2 separate regions of the Oryctolagus cuniculus genome follow, and region 1 is linked to region 2. Evidence: chromatin contacts called from public Micro-C data. All regions are on one chromosome and are shown on one strand. Each heading gives the region's core, a stretch centred on a gene start, on an enhancer-like site or on the middle of the called end of the contact. The rest is flanking DNA. Distances are from core to core; before and after follow the strand shown. Region 1 holds the start of PRMT2 (protein arginine methyltransferase 2). Region 2 holds the start of GTPBP6 (GTP binding protein 6 (putative)).

Region 1 (6,137 bases), core at 2,444-4,943, 180 kb after region 2:
TGCATAATGTACCGAGGTATAAAAAATGGGGCAGAAGCACACTCATCAAATTCATAATTCACAGTAGCTTTTACCTCTAGAGAAACAGAAGAGGTAAAGGATGTTGCTGGAGAAAAAAACTTTACTTGTGGTGTTGTTATTTTACACGTGTGTGTGTGTGTGCACTGAAGTAAACATGGCAAAATGTTAGTGAGTCTAACTATAAAATGTACTTGATGTTTCCAATACTATTCTATAAATGTTCTAATTATTTTAATGCCTCAATGTCCATGGGATTAAAACATTTTATGATTCATGACAATAGATTAATAAACCAACTGTAAATAACATTCCTATCCATAAAAACCCATTGAAAGGAGATCTTCAGGGCTGGTGCTGCGGCTCACTAGGCTAATCCTCCGCCTTGCGGCACTGGCACACTGGGTTCTAGTCCCGGTTGGGGCGCCGGATTCTGTCCTGGTTGCCCCTCTTCCAGGCCAGCTCTCTGCTGTGGCCAGGGAGTGCAGTGGAGGATGGCCCAGGTGCTTGGGCCCTGCACCCGCATGGGAGACCAGGAGAGCACCTGGCTCCTGGCTTCGGATCAGCGCGGTGCACCGGCCGCAGCGCGCCGGCCGTGGCAGCCATTGGAGGTTGAACCAACGGCAAAAGGAAGACCTTTCTCTCTGTCTCTCTCTCTTTCACTGTCCACTCTGCCTGTCAAAAAAAAATTTTTTTTAATCAAAAATAAAAAAAAAAGAAAGGAGATCTTCAGAATGAAAGGGGGAAAAAGCATTAAAACTGAAATCACAGATACTAAAAAATTTTTTTTTTTTTTTGACAGGCAGAGTGGACAGTGAGAGAGAGAGACAGAGAGAGAAAGGTCTTCCTTTGCCGTTGGTTCACCCTCCAATGGCCGCCGCTGCAGCCGGTGCACCGCGCTGATCCGATGGCAGGAGCCAGGAGCCAGGTGCTTTTCCTGGTCTCCCATGGGGTGCAGGGCTCAAGCACCTGGGCCATCCTCCACTGCACTCCCTGGCCATAGCAGAGAGCTGGCCTGGAAGAGGGGCAACCGGGACAGAATCCGGCGCCCCAACCAGGACTAGAACCCGGTGTGCCGGCGCCGCAAGGTGGAGGATTAGCCTATTGAGCCACGGCGCCGGCTCAAAATGTTTGATTTTTTAAAACATCTATTAGAATATTAGTTTATTTTACATAACCAACATTCCTTAAAATTTAACGTGTTTTTTTTTTCTTTTTTTTACTGCTAGCTTGAATGAAATTATGTGTGTAGCCCAGGCAGAAAACAGTGTGCATACATGTATCTCTTCTAATTGGCTGGTATTATACTTGGGTGTCATCAAATAGCTAGGAAAGCATGCTAGTTTCACTAGTTCAGGCACCAAAACTGAGTCCTAGGTGACTGATATTTTTGTGTGCAGTTTCTTTTTTTGTTTTTTACTAAGTGCTTAATTTTATTTATTTAAAAGGTAGAGAGAGACAGAGAGAGAGAGCGAGAGCAAGCTCATGTGCTGGTTCATTCTCCAAATGCCCACAACAGCAGGGCTTTGGACCAGGCAAAGACAGGAGCCAGGAATTCAATCTGGGTCTCCCATGAGGGTGGCAGATATCCCGCTATTTGAGCCATCACCTGCTGCCTCCCAGGGTGCACCACAGCAGAAAGCTGGCATCAGGAGCCAAGCCAGCACCTGAAGCCAGGCACTCCCACGCTGGATGCAGGTGTGCAGAGGACCCCGTGTTCTGACCACCGGAAGTACTCCCTAGACATGTTTCCAGCACCAGCACGGGAACGCCATCTGCAACCCTGTACCTCAACGCTCTTTCAACGGAAGCAGCCCGCTGTGGGGGCCACCTTCAAGGACACAAGTGACGCTCCTGGCTTGTGAGCTGACACTTGTTTCTGTCACATTCACGCTCGTTGGGCACGAGTTCTTACACTGCAGACAAAATTACCTGAGACTCACTCCCGGGGCAGTCACCTGACGTGGCCATAGTTCCCTCGGGCTCTGCCTCATACCTGCTGCCTTTATTATTTCATTTTCTCCTCCTCGTTTCTACTGAGAGAGAGAGGGAGGGGGAGAGGGGGAGAGGGCTGTTACACCGCTTGACAATCAAATCCATTTAACTTCTGAGGCACACTAGAAAGGTCCCCGACCCAAGTGAAACCAACCTACGCGTGCGCCGCGGTGTGGAGATGAAACTCACCCTCAGTTCTACAAGGCCCATCGAAAGCACCACAAGCGGCACAGGCACACGCGCGTCCCGGGCTGGCCCGGGCGCTCCTGGGGTCGCCCTGGGACGGAGCCCCCCGCCTCTCCTCAGCTCCCCCGCGCCTGCCAGCGCCACACTCCTATAGAACGCACGCCTCGCCTACAAACAGGCCTGACCCTACTCTCGTGATTCCTGGAACCGTAACTACTAACTCCGCTGGAAACCTGGGCCCACCTACGACGGCGCGAGGGTGCGGCCCGGATCTGACGCCGGGGCCGAGGCAGCTCTGGGAGAGACCTGACGGGAGGGAGGGAGGGAGCCCCGGGAGCGGCGCGGCCGGCCCGGGCCGAGGGGGCGTGGCGCCGCGAGGGGCGTGCCTGCGGGGAGGGGCGTGCGCCGGGAGGGGCGTGCGCCGGGAGGGGCGTGCCTGCGGGGAGGGGCGTGGCTAGGGCGGAGCTCTGGGAGAGACCTGACGGGAGGGAGGGAGGGAGCCCCGGGAGCGGCGCGGCTGGCCCGGGCCGAGGGGGCGTGGCGCCGCGAGGGGCGTGCCTGAGGGAGGGGCGTGGCTAGGGCGGAGCTCTGGGAGAGACCTGATGGGAGGGAGGGAGGGAGCCCCGGGAGCGGCGCGGCCGGCCCGGGCCGAGGGGGCGTGGCGCCGCGAGGGGCGTGCCTGAGGGAGGGGCGTGCCTGAGGGAGGGGCGTGGCTAGGGCGGAGCTCTGGGAGAGACCTGACGGGAGGGAGGGAGGGAGACCCGGGAGCGGCGCGGCCGGCCCGGGCCGAGGGGGCGTGCGCCGGGAGGGGCGTGCCTGCGGGAGGGGCGTGCGCCATGAGGGGCGTGCCTGCGGGGAGGGGCGTGCGCCGGGAGGGGCGTGCCTGCGGGGAGGGACGTGGCTAGGGCGGAGCTCTGGAAGAGACCTGACGGGAGGGAGGGAGGGAGACCCGGGAGCGGCGCGGCTGGCCCGGGCCGAGGGGGCGTGGCGCCGCGAGGGGCGTAGCTCGGCCAGGGTGGGGCCCCGAAGAGGGGCGGGGCCGCTGGTAGGCGTGGCGCAGGAGAGGGGCGGGGCCCCGGAGAGGGGCGGGGCCTCCGGTGGGCGTGGTGCCGCGTAGGGAAAAGGCGGGGCGTCGGAGAGGGGCGGGGCAACGGGGTGGGGCAGGCGCGGAGCTCGCGGACAGCCGCTACAGCGCAGAGCCGAGGAACCGGGAGGGCGCTCGGGGGTCCCAGGAGGAGACGGAGGCTTCAGTCGGCCAGCGACGCACACGGGGGGCGAGGACCCCCTCACCCTACAAGTCCTGCCTCAAGTGCAGCCCAGCCTCCTACGCTGGGTCCACCAGGACACCTACCTCAGTCGCTTCTCCCCGCCGAGTTGCACATCCACGCCACCAGCACGTAGGGGCTGACGGTTCCCCACCGGGAGCCAGAGCCACCGCCCTCGGCCTGCGCAGGCGCAGTGCGCACGAGCCGCGCCCAGGGGAGGCCCCGCCCCGAGGCGGGGCCATCCTACCGCGCAGGCGCACTCCACAGGCTACGCCTTCTGCGGGGTAGAGCCGAGTTGCGTCGTCAGCCCGTGTGAGGAACCGGCTCCCGTGCCCACAGCCGGCCGGGGCGGGAGTCGGACGCCGGGAACGGGCGCGGGTACGTAGACGGGGGCGGAGGGCTGGGGGTCGGACGCGGTGCGCGGCAGCTGTGGGCAGCGTGTTGCTGGCCCAAGACCCCGATTGGGGTTTTCTTGTGGTAATTCAGGGACCTTCCGTTGTCCGTGTGGACCGGGTCTGGACGCCGGGAGCGCCGCGGTCAAGTAGGGTTTCCCCCGCCAGAAGCCCGGGGTTACCGGAAGGCGGACTGCCGTCCCTGCCCCAGCTGGGAGAGCGGCCCCAGAGCTGTGTGGTCGCACAGGGTGAGACGAATGTATAAAAAACATTCAACTTGAAGGTCTGATTGGGTTTTGTGTGCAATTCTAGATTCAGTCAACACCCTGTTCTAAATGAGCGTTCTAGTGAGCTGAGCAGATGTTAGTTTAATAGACAGAGGGCTGAGGAGAGCAGAAACAGACAAAAGAGGAATTTCCAAGTTACTTTCCTGCCACATCTGGCCTGTCTGGGAATGTGGCCTCTCCCTCCCTGCCTCTGTGCTCTCAGAAGTCAGATAAACATTCTGCTTTCAGCTTGGTGACTTGGACTTGGGGCATCAGTGAGTCCATAATGGTTTGGTCTTTTGGGTCTAGTGCAGGGCAGCCTCCCATAATCTACACAACAACCTAAAATACCAGCCCCTCCCAGCGCACCTGCTGAGGCAGACGCACACCTAATGGTCTGCATCAGCAGCACACAGGCACGGCCCTGGCAGGGGGTCCACAGGGGCTTCTGATGCTTGTGGGCTGGCATGATGGATTGGAAATGAGAAGAGCAAACAGGCAGGTCTTGACCTGCGTGGTAGAGTGAAATCGCACCAGCCTTCTCCCTCAGGAGGCTCGTGCTAAGCCAAAACCTGTCAGTCAGGGCGAGAAAAGCAGTTCTCAATGAGAAGTCCAGGAGTGAAGTCCAGGCTTGGGGTGGGCATTGTGCCCCAGCCAGTTACGCCACCTCCTGCAATGCAGACATCGCATATGAGTGCAGTGCTCTTTTGAGTGCTAGCTGCTCAACCTGCGATCCAGTTCCCTGCTAATGCACTAGAAAAGCAGCAAAAGCTGGCCCAAGTGATTGGGCTCCTGCCAACCACGTGAGACACCCAGATGGAATTCTGGGCTACTGGCTTTGGCCTGGCCCTGCCCTGGCTGCAGTGGCCATTTGCAGAGTGAACCAGCAGATGGAAATCCATGTATTTCTCTCTCTCTCCCCACCCCTCTCTTTCCCGACCCCTCCCCTTTCCTTTCTACCCTCCCTCTCTCTAAAATTGCCTTTCAAATACATTAATAAATCTTTTTTTAAAAGACAACAAAAAAGTCCAGGTCTTGTTGGAACTGTGTGTTGTCACCACCCAGCCCAATCCCTTGCTGTCCTGAGGTGTTCAGGCCCCACACAGCTTAAAAGAAGATAAGGTTCCCTCACTGATAGATGATACCATATGGAATTTGTTTGGTTCTTTTAGGCATATTTCCAACATACAGTAAAATTGCTAGGCATGTGAAGAAACAGGAAAATGTGAACTATAATTATGAGGAAAAAGCTTTGAATAGAAATGTCACATAGATCATCAAGATGAGTTAGCAGACATGTACTTTAAAATGCTGAAAATTACTATGTTGAAGGTTTTCAAGGAAATGATGAAGAAAATGGACATGAAAAGGAAAATTCACTTATAGTATGGGATATGTTTTTTAGAAAATTAAATAGACAACCTACAGCTGAAAGCATAGCACTGCCTGAACTAGCACAGCAGACAGGAGCTGATAACAGAACACAAAAACAAATCTAAAGAATTTATCCAGACTGTGGCAGAGAGGAAAATGAGAAAACAGCAGCACATAAGAGATTCTGCCATGTTAATAGACACCCAAAAAGAGGTAAGAGTGAAACAAATCCAATACTTAAAAAGGAAATGTTGGGGCCGGCGCCGCAGCTCACTAGGCTAATCCTCCGCCTAGCGGCGCCGGCACACCGGGTTCTAGTCCCGGTCGGGGCGCCGGATTCTGTCCCGGTTGCCCCTCTTCCAGGCCAGCTCTCTGCTGTGGCCAGGGAGTGCAGTGGAGGATGGCCCAGGTGCTTGGGCCCTGCACCCCATGGGAGACCAGGAGAAGCACCTGGATCCTGGCTCCTGCCATCGGATCAGCGCGGTGCGCCGGCCGCAGCGCGCCGGCCGCGGCGGCCATTGGAGGGTGAACCAACGGCAAAAGGAAGACCTTTCTCTCTGTCTCTCTCTCTATATCCACTCTGCCTGTCAAAAAAAAAAAAAAGGAAATGTTGAAGACCTGCTCAGCAGCTTTTCCAGGGT
Region 2 (5,852 bases), core at 1,542-4,041:
ACACTGCTAGGGACTGCCCCGTGGATGCCCCTGTGGGACACACCCGTGCGAGCCGCAGTCTCTGAATCCCTGACTGCCTGCTGTGGGGTCCAGCAGAGTCTACCTTCAGGGGTGTGTGAGACACACGCACACATACCTGCACATGCAGTGTGAACACAACTCCTGCTGTCCCCTGCCCCGCCCCCTGCCTCCCTCAGACCCCAGCCCTGTCCCTGCCACACCCCCAGCTGTCATCCCTGCCCCCAAGCTCCACCCTCAGCCTCCAGCAAGGTTGGGGAGGTCTCCAGCAGCTGAGGCGAGCAGGGGTCTCTGCAGAATCCTGCCTCGTGGCGCACTGAGTGAGAACTTGGGGGGATGGCTGCCAGGGAGTCACAGCAGGTGCAGCTTCCACCCCCACCCCCAGAGCTGAGCGCCCTTGGCAGAAACCTCAACCCCAGGCCCGCAGCAGGTGCAGCCCCCTCCCCAGCGAAGGGACCCTGTGCTGCTCCCTTGACCCAGGGGGTCCCTGACCTCTTGTTCTTGGGGGCAGGGGCAGGAGCGGAGTGGGGAAGGAGGCAGACTCACCTGTAAGGCGCTCCAAGTTCCCTCTGCCAAAGATGAGCTTCCGCTCAGGGGTCTTGGTGGGCACAACCAGGGTCAGCACCACGGACCAGCCATCCAGCGAGCGCACCAGTGCCACCGCCTCTGCCACCTGCCACTCAGCTGTGGGGGAGCACACAGCCGCTGTGGATTCACCTCCCCAGGGAAGGCCTGGGCCCCGGCTGCGCCTGCCCCGGGGTGACCTGGCCGGTGTCCATCTGCGAAAGGGTCCTCTGAGAAGGCAGCAACTGCAGTGCTGAGGCACGGCTTGGATGTGATGGTAGTGACAGCAGGAAGGGGGGACAGGAGGGGGCTGGGGTCATAGCGGGAAAGGGAACAGGGAACAAAGCAGCCACCTGTGGGTGGTGGAAGGGGCCTGGACTTGGGGGGAGGGCAGGGGTGGCATCCTATCTGCCTTGGGGAGCACATGTCTTTGGGGTGGCCCCACAGGGGTCCCCAGTCTTTTGTATTCAGGTCAGACCCTGGGAGGGTCCTTAAACCTCAAGCCTAGCTGTAAATTCCTGGCCACCCTGCCCCTCCCTGCAGGAGGTCCTCGCCCATTGCCCCTCCCCACTGGGTCCATGCCCCAGCTTCCACTTCCGCCCCAGACCCCCAGAGCGACCCCCTCCCCTAGGTGTGCACAGAAGTCCACGTGGGACCCCGCACTTCCACCCCTACAGGTCTCTGCAGGTGGCCAACACTCAAAACCTAGTCCTGAGGTGGTCATGGCTTGTGGGAGATGGACAGCAGCCAGGAAGGGCTGGCAGAATGGAGAGGCAGGGCCACGTGCCTGGGAGTACCCAGGAGGCCACAACGAGAGACCCCACTGTAGACCGGAAATGTCCGGGCAGAGCTGAGAGTGGGTTCGCAGTGGCCAGGGCTGAGGAGCGGCGCTGCCTGCTGATGGACAAGAACAGGGTCTCCCTTGGGGGGGGGGGGGGGGGAGGTGAGCGAGAATGTTCTGGAACCAGAGGGGGAGATAGGAGTTGCAAGATTCAAGGTTTTAAAATGTTCAATCCTAAAGGAAGAGCCCCCAAAGCCTGGCCTTTTGAGGGTCCTGGGACCACTGCCCCAAACTCCGGTGCATATGATCCTACTCCACACCTGGCTGGGTCCCTGTGGGCACCTGGCGTGCCAGGTGGGCAGCTCCAGGCAGGTGCAGGAGTCTGGTAGAGGCTTGCAAGTTAGGACATCCCCTGCCCCGGGCAAAATCTTGCTGGGCTCAGGATTCTTGTTTCTGGACGTGCAAACGCCAGAACGGGGTGAGGGGCAGCAGGCGGGGGGGCTGCTTTGTTGGGGGGGAGGAGGGGGCAGGCAAGGGGGCACAGGAGTCCCGGGATCGGATGCGCGAGAGGGCAGCTGCGGGTCGGGGGTTGGCTTAGGAGCGAAGTGGGTGGGGGAGGGGAGGCGGGTGCCTAAGCCGATTCAGAGCCGGGGAGTGTCAAGGGTTTCACAGGACTTCAGGGTTCCGGAGGCACCCCCGATAAGGAAGACCCTGGCCAGTGAGGGAAAGCACCACTCAGCAGGCTCCGGCAGTTACCTAGCACTTCCCTCCCTTCCCGAGGGCGCCGGAGGACCCTGGGCACTGCCCGCGTCGCGGGACTCCCAAACATTTGTTCGGTGCAGCGGAGGCCCCGCCCACCAGCGGTTCCCGCCCCTGTAGCCACACCCCTACGACAGGCGTCTCTGCCCCAATAAGCACCTCCCGAGGCCACACTCCCGTGTCCCCGCCCCAATGAGCGCCTCCCCGAGGCCCCGCCCCTGGGGCCCCGCCCCAATGAGCGCCCGTCACCAGAGGCCCCGCCCCTCGCGGCGGCCCCGGTCACCTCTAGTCAGCTGCGGCTTCCCCGCTCCCCACTTGACATCAGGGTGCACTAAGCACACGCGCTGGGTCCCTGAAGGCAACAGAGGGTCTCTCCTCAGCAGCTCTTCCTCCTCTTCCTCCGCACCTTCGGGATCCCCCTCGTCCTCTCCTGCGGGGCTTTTCGGGGCCTCTGTCCTCGGGCCCCATCTCTCGCTTCCTGGCCCCCCTGGACCCCATGGCCGGAAGGCGGCGAGCGCGCGTGAGTGGCGGGGCTGTGGCGGCGCGGCCCTAGGAGTAGGGAGGCCGCGGCACGCGCGGGACCGCGGGAGCAGCGGGCGGACGGCGGCCCGCAGGGCCCACATGCAGCGAGAGCGTGCTCGGCAAGGGGGGGCGGGGCCGCAGGCGACCACGTGCGTGACTGGGAGGGGCGGGGAGGCAGGCGGTGGCCCGCCTGACGTAAGGGGAGGAGCCCTCACGCCGCGAGCACGCGCAAAGCGAGGGGGCGGGACCTCAGGGCATTGTCACTCACTGCCTGGAGGGAGGCGGGGCCTCAGGCCGTGCTTCCCAGGAGGGGCGGAACCGAAGACCGCGCCTGCGCGTAACGAGGTGGGGGGGCGGGCCCTTTCTTACACGGGCTGTTCATTGGTCGGCCCGAGCCACGTGATTCTGACTGGCCGTCGCGAGCCGTGGGGACTGATTCCTTGGGTGGAGCTGGTCGCTGATGTGTGCCGTTTGCGGCCAGATCGCTGACCCTGGCCCGCGTCCCACCAGAGGTCCGGGGCTCCACAGCTTGATCCGAGCCCGGGTCAGAAGTGTCTGTGTGGCAAGGACGCGGTGCTCCCGCCCCCTCAGCTGACAGGACGCTGCGTGAGGGTCTCCGGGCAGGGTCTAAGGGGCGGGGTCGGAAGCGGGAGTGTCTTGGCCAGGGGCCTGCTTGGGGAAGCCGGAGGGTGCATTTGGTCCTGAACCCTGCCCTGAGCCCCCGGTCTTGCCCCCTCAGAGCGTGAGGCCCGGAAGGGGTCAGCCTTGGCCTGGAGGTCGGGGCTCCCGGCCCATCCTTACCAGCAACTGCTCCTGTCCCCCTCCCTACCCCCCTTCCCTGTCTCTGCTGGGGGAGACCGAGCTGGAAGCGAACCTCAGGTCGGAGGGGGTGAGGGCCGGGGTCGCCTCCGTCCCTGGCCTTGCCCCGAGTGCGTCAGTTCGTAGGGGGGAGTTCTGTGCTCCCAGATGCCAGGGGGACCTCCGTGTATCCACCCCCGCGTGGGCATCCCCTCCCCGGGGTGCATCTCTCCCCTCGACGCCCCTGCGCACATCTTCCCCTACCCCGTGTCTCCCCCCAGCCACCTTGGCGAGCAAGCTCGTGCTGGCCCAGCTGCAGCACCTGGAGAGGCAGTGGGGCCAGAGGCGGCCTCCTGCCCAGGCTGCGTGGTTTGGGGACGGACTAGTCCCGTTCCTGGCGCTGTGTCTGCGCGGCCCCGTCCTTCCCTGCCCCGCCCGGCCAGATCCCTGAACGCTGATGCATTTTAGCATCCCGGAGGGTCTTTTTTTTTTTTTTTTTTTTTTTTATTTTTTTGACAGGCAGAGTGGACAGTGAGAGAGAGAGAGACAGAGAGAAAGGTCTTCCTTTGCCGTTGGTTCACCCTCCAATGGCCGCCGCGGCCGGCGCGCTGCTGCCGGCGCACCGCGCTGATCCGATGGCAGGAGCCAGGAGCCAGGTGCTTTTCCTGGTCTCCCATGGGGTGCAGGGCCCAAGCACCTGGGCCATCCTCCACTGCACTCCCTGGCCACAGCAGAGGGCTGGCCTGGAAGAGGGGCAACCGGGACAGATTCCGGCGCCCCGACCGGGACTAGAACCCGGTGTGCCGGCGCCGCTAGGCGGAGGATTAGCCTAGTGAGCCGCGGCGCCGGCCCCGGAGGGTCTTGAATAGATCTTCGTGAAGAGTGGGACTAGGAAAGGGAGGCCGAGGGAGCGTGAGAAGTGTCACTGTGTTCTTGCATCTGGGTATTGAAATACATGACATCTGTATGCCTTAAATAAAATTTAAAAACAAAATAAATAGAAAAAAATAATAAGCGTGTTTGATTTACTCAATGTTAGGGTACTAGCATTTTTTTTAAAGATCCATCATTGACTTCATAATTAAGACTGAAAAAAAAAAAAACCGTAGCTAAAAGGTGTTCACGCAAAATCCGATTTGCCTTTCCATCCTCGTGAACCTGGCAAAGCTTTACCTGTCCCAGGCACTCTGTGGTCCACAGCCCTGATGGGAGCAGGCAGGTTGTGAGTGGCTGTTTTATTTTATTTTATTTTATTTTTATTTGACAGAGTTATAGACAGAGAGGGAGACAGAGAGAAAGGTCTTCCTTCCGTTGGTTCACTCCCCAAATGGCCGCTACGGCCGGAGCTACGCCAATCCGAAGACAGGAGCCAGGTGCTTCCTCCTGGTCTCCCATGTGGGTGCAGGGATCCAAGCACTTGGGCCATCCTCTACGGCCCTCCCAGGCCACAGCAGAGAGCTGGACTGGAAGAGGAGCAACCGGGACTAGAACCCGGTGCCCAGATGGGATGCTGGTGCCGCAGGCAGAGGATTAACCTAGCGAGCCACGGCGCCAGCCTGTGGCTGTTTTCATTTTAAAACTATTTTATTGGAGAGGTACAGAGACCAAGATGTTCCATCCACGGATTGGCTCTGCAAACCTGCAGCAGGCACCACTGGCCCAGGCTGAAGCCAGGAGCTCCATCCACGTCTCCCACAGTGCAGCAGGTGTACAAGGACCTGAGCCGTCCCCTGCCGCCTCCCAGGTATGCATGGGCAGGGAGCTTGTTTGCTGAGAGTTTGATTCTCTTGTGTTTTAGGACAAGATCTGCCCCTGCATTGGTGAGACACAGAGATGGAGGCTGTGAGCTGCAGTCAGGGTGATTGGCATCTGCCAATGGGATGCTGGAAAACTGCTGGAACCTGGCCTCACTAGGTACCAAGAGCACATTTTCTCGTGCAGCTGTTTGGAAAGCAAGGTTAGCAACCTGACTTTGTTCTACACGTACGTGGGCTGAGGCGGAAAGCACTGATGTGGCAGACAGCCGTGCTGACTGGTGGCAAACAGTTTCCAGGCTGCTGACTTCACCATGAAAATAAACAGCTGGATGTCACTGGCCTTGCCCTTTTCTTGTGACTGGCAGCTTATTAGTGTTAGAAGCTGGATGTAGACCCCAGGGGCTGCTCTGGGGCGTGGGAGGTTTGTGAGCTTTTGAGGATTTTATTGCTGCCAACACCCTTTACCCAGACTGCCAGCAACACACATGTGGTCAGGCCAGCTGAACTTTGACATGGTTGCCAGCATCACAAGCCATGGCTTAACCTGCTGTGCCATAATGCCGGCTCCTCCTGCTGTCTCCTAGTTTTCCAGCTCTGTGTATTATGTTTAGGGCTGTGGCTCATTTTAATTTCTGTGAAGGGTGTAGACTCAT

What was found. A called contact is a pair of places that touch in the nucleus more often than the background predicts.
Region 1: a Micro-C map of ear pinna shows a contact between it and region 2, with 9 times the contacts expected there. The contact joins the promoter of PRMT2 here to the promoter of GTPBP6 in region 2. A contact is called at or near these places in 2 of 6 Hi-C or Micro-C datasets (ear pinna and an unstated tissue).

The regions. Positions count from the first base shown.
Region 1 is chr4:201,971-208,107 of mOryCun1.1, forward strand. It overlaps PRMT2 (protein arginine methyltransferase 2), which reads right to left and starts at 3,694. Exons shown (of 11, transcript XM_070071717.1): 1 at 3,551-3,694; 2 at 1,951-2,051. The coding sequence starts at 1,989. LOC108178025 (a long non-coding RNA gene) reads left to right here and starts at 3,671. Exons shown (of 2, transcript XR_001794746.3): 1 at 3,671-3,842.
Region 2 is chr4:25,712-31,563 of mOryCun1.1, forward strand. GTPBP6 (GTP binding protein 6 (putative)) reads right to left here and starts at 2,792. Exons shown (of 10, transcript XM_002716856.5): 1 at 2,406-2,792; 2 at 565-702. The coding sequence starts at 2,745. It overlaps LOC138849216 (a long non-coding RNA gene), which reads left to right and starts at 2,505. Exons shown (of 5, transcript XR_011387652.1): 1 at 2,505-2,642; 2 at 5,241-5,399.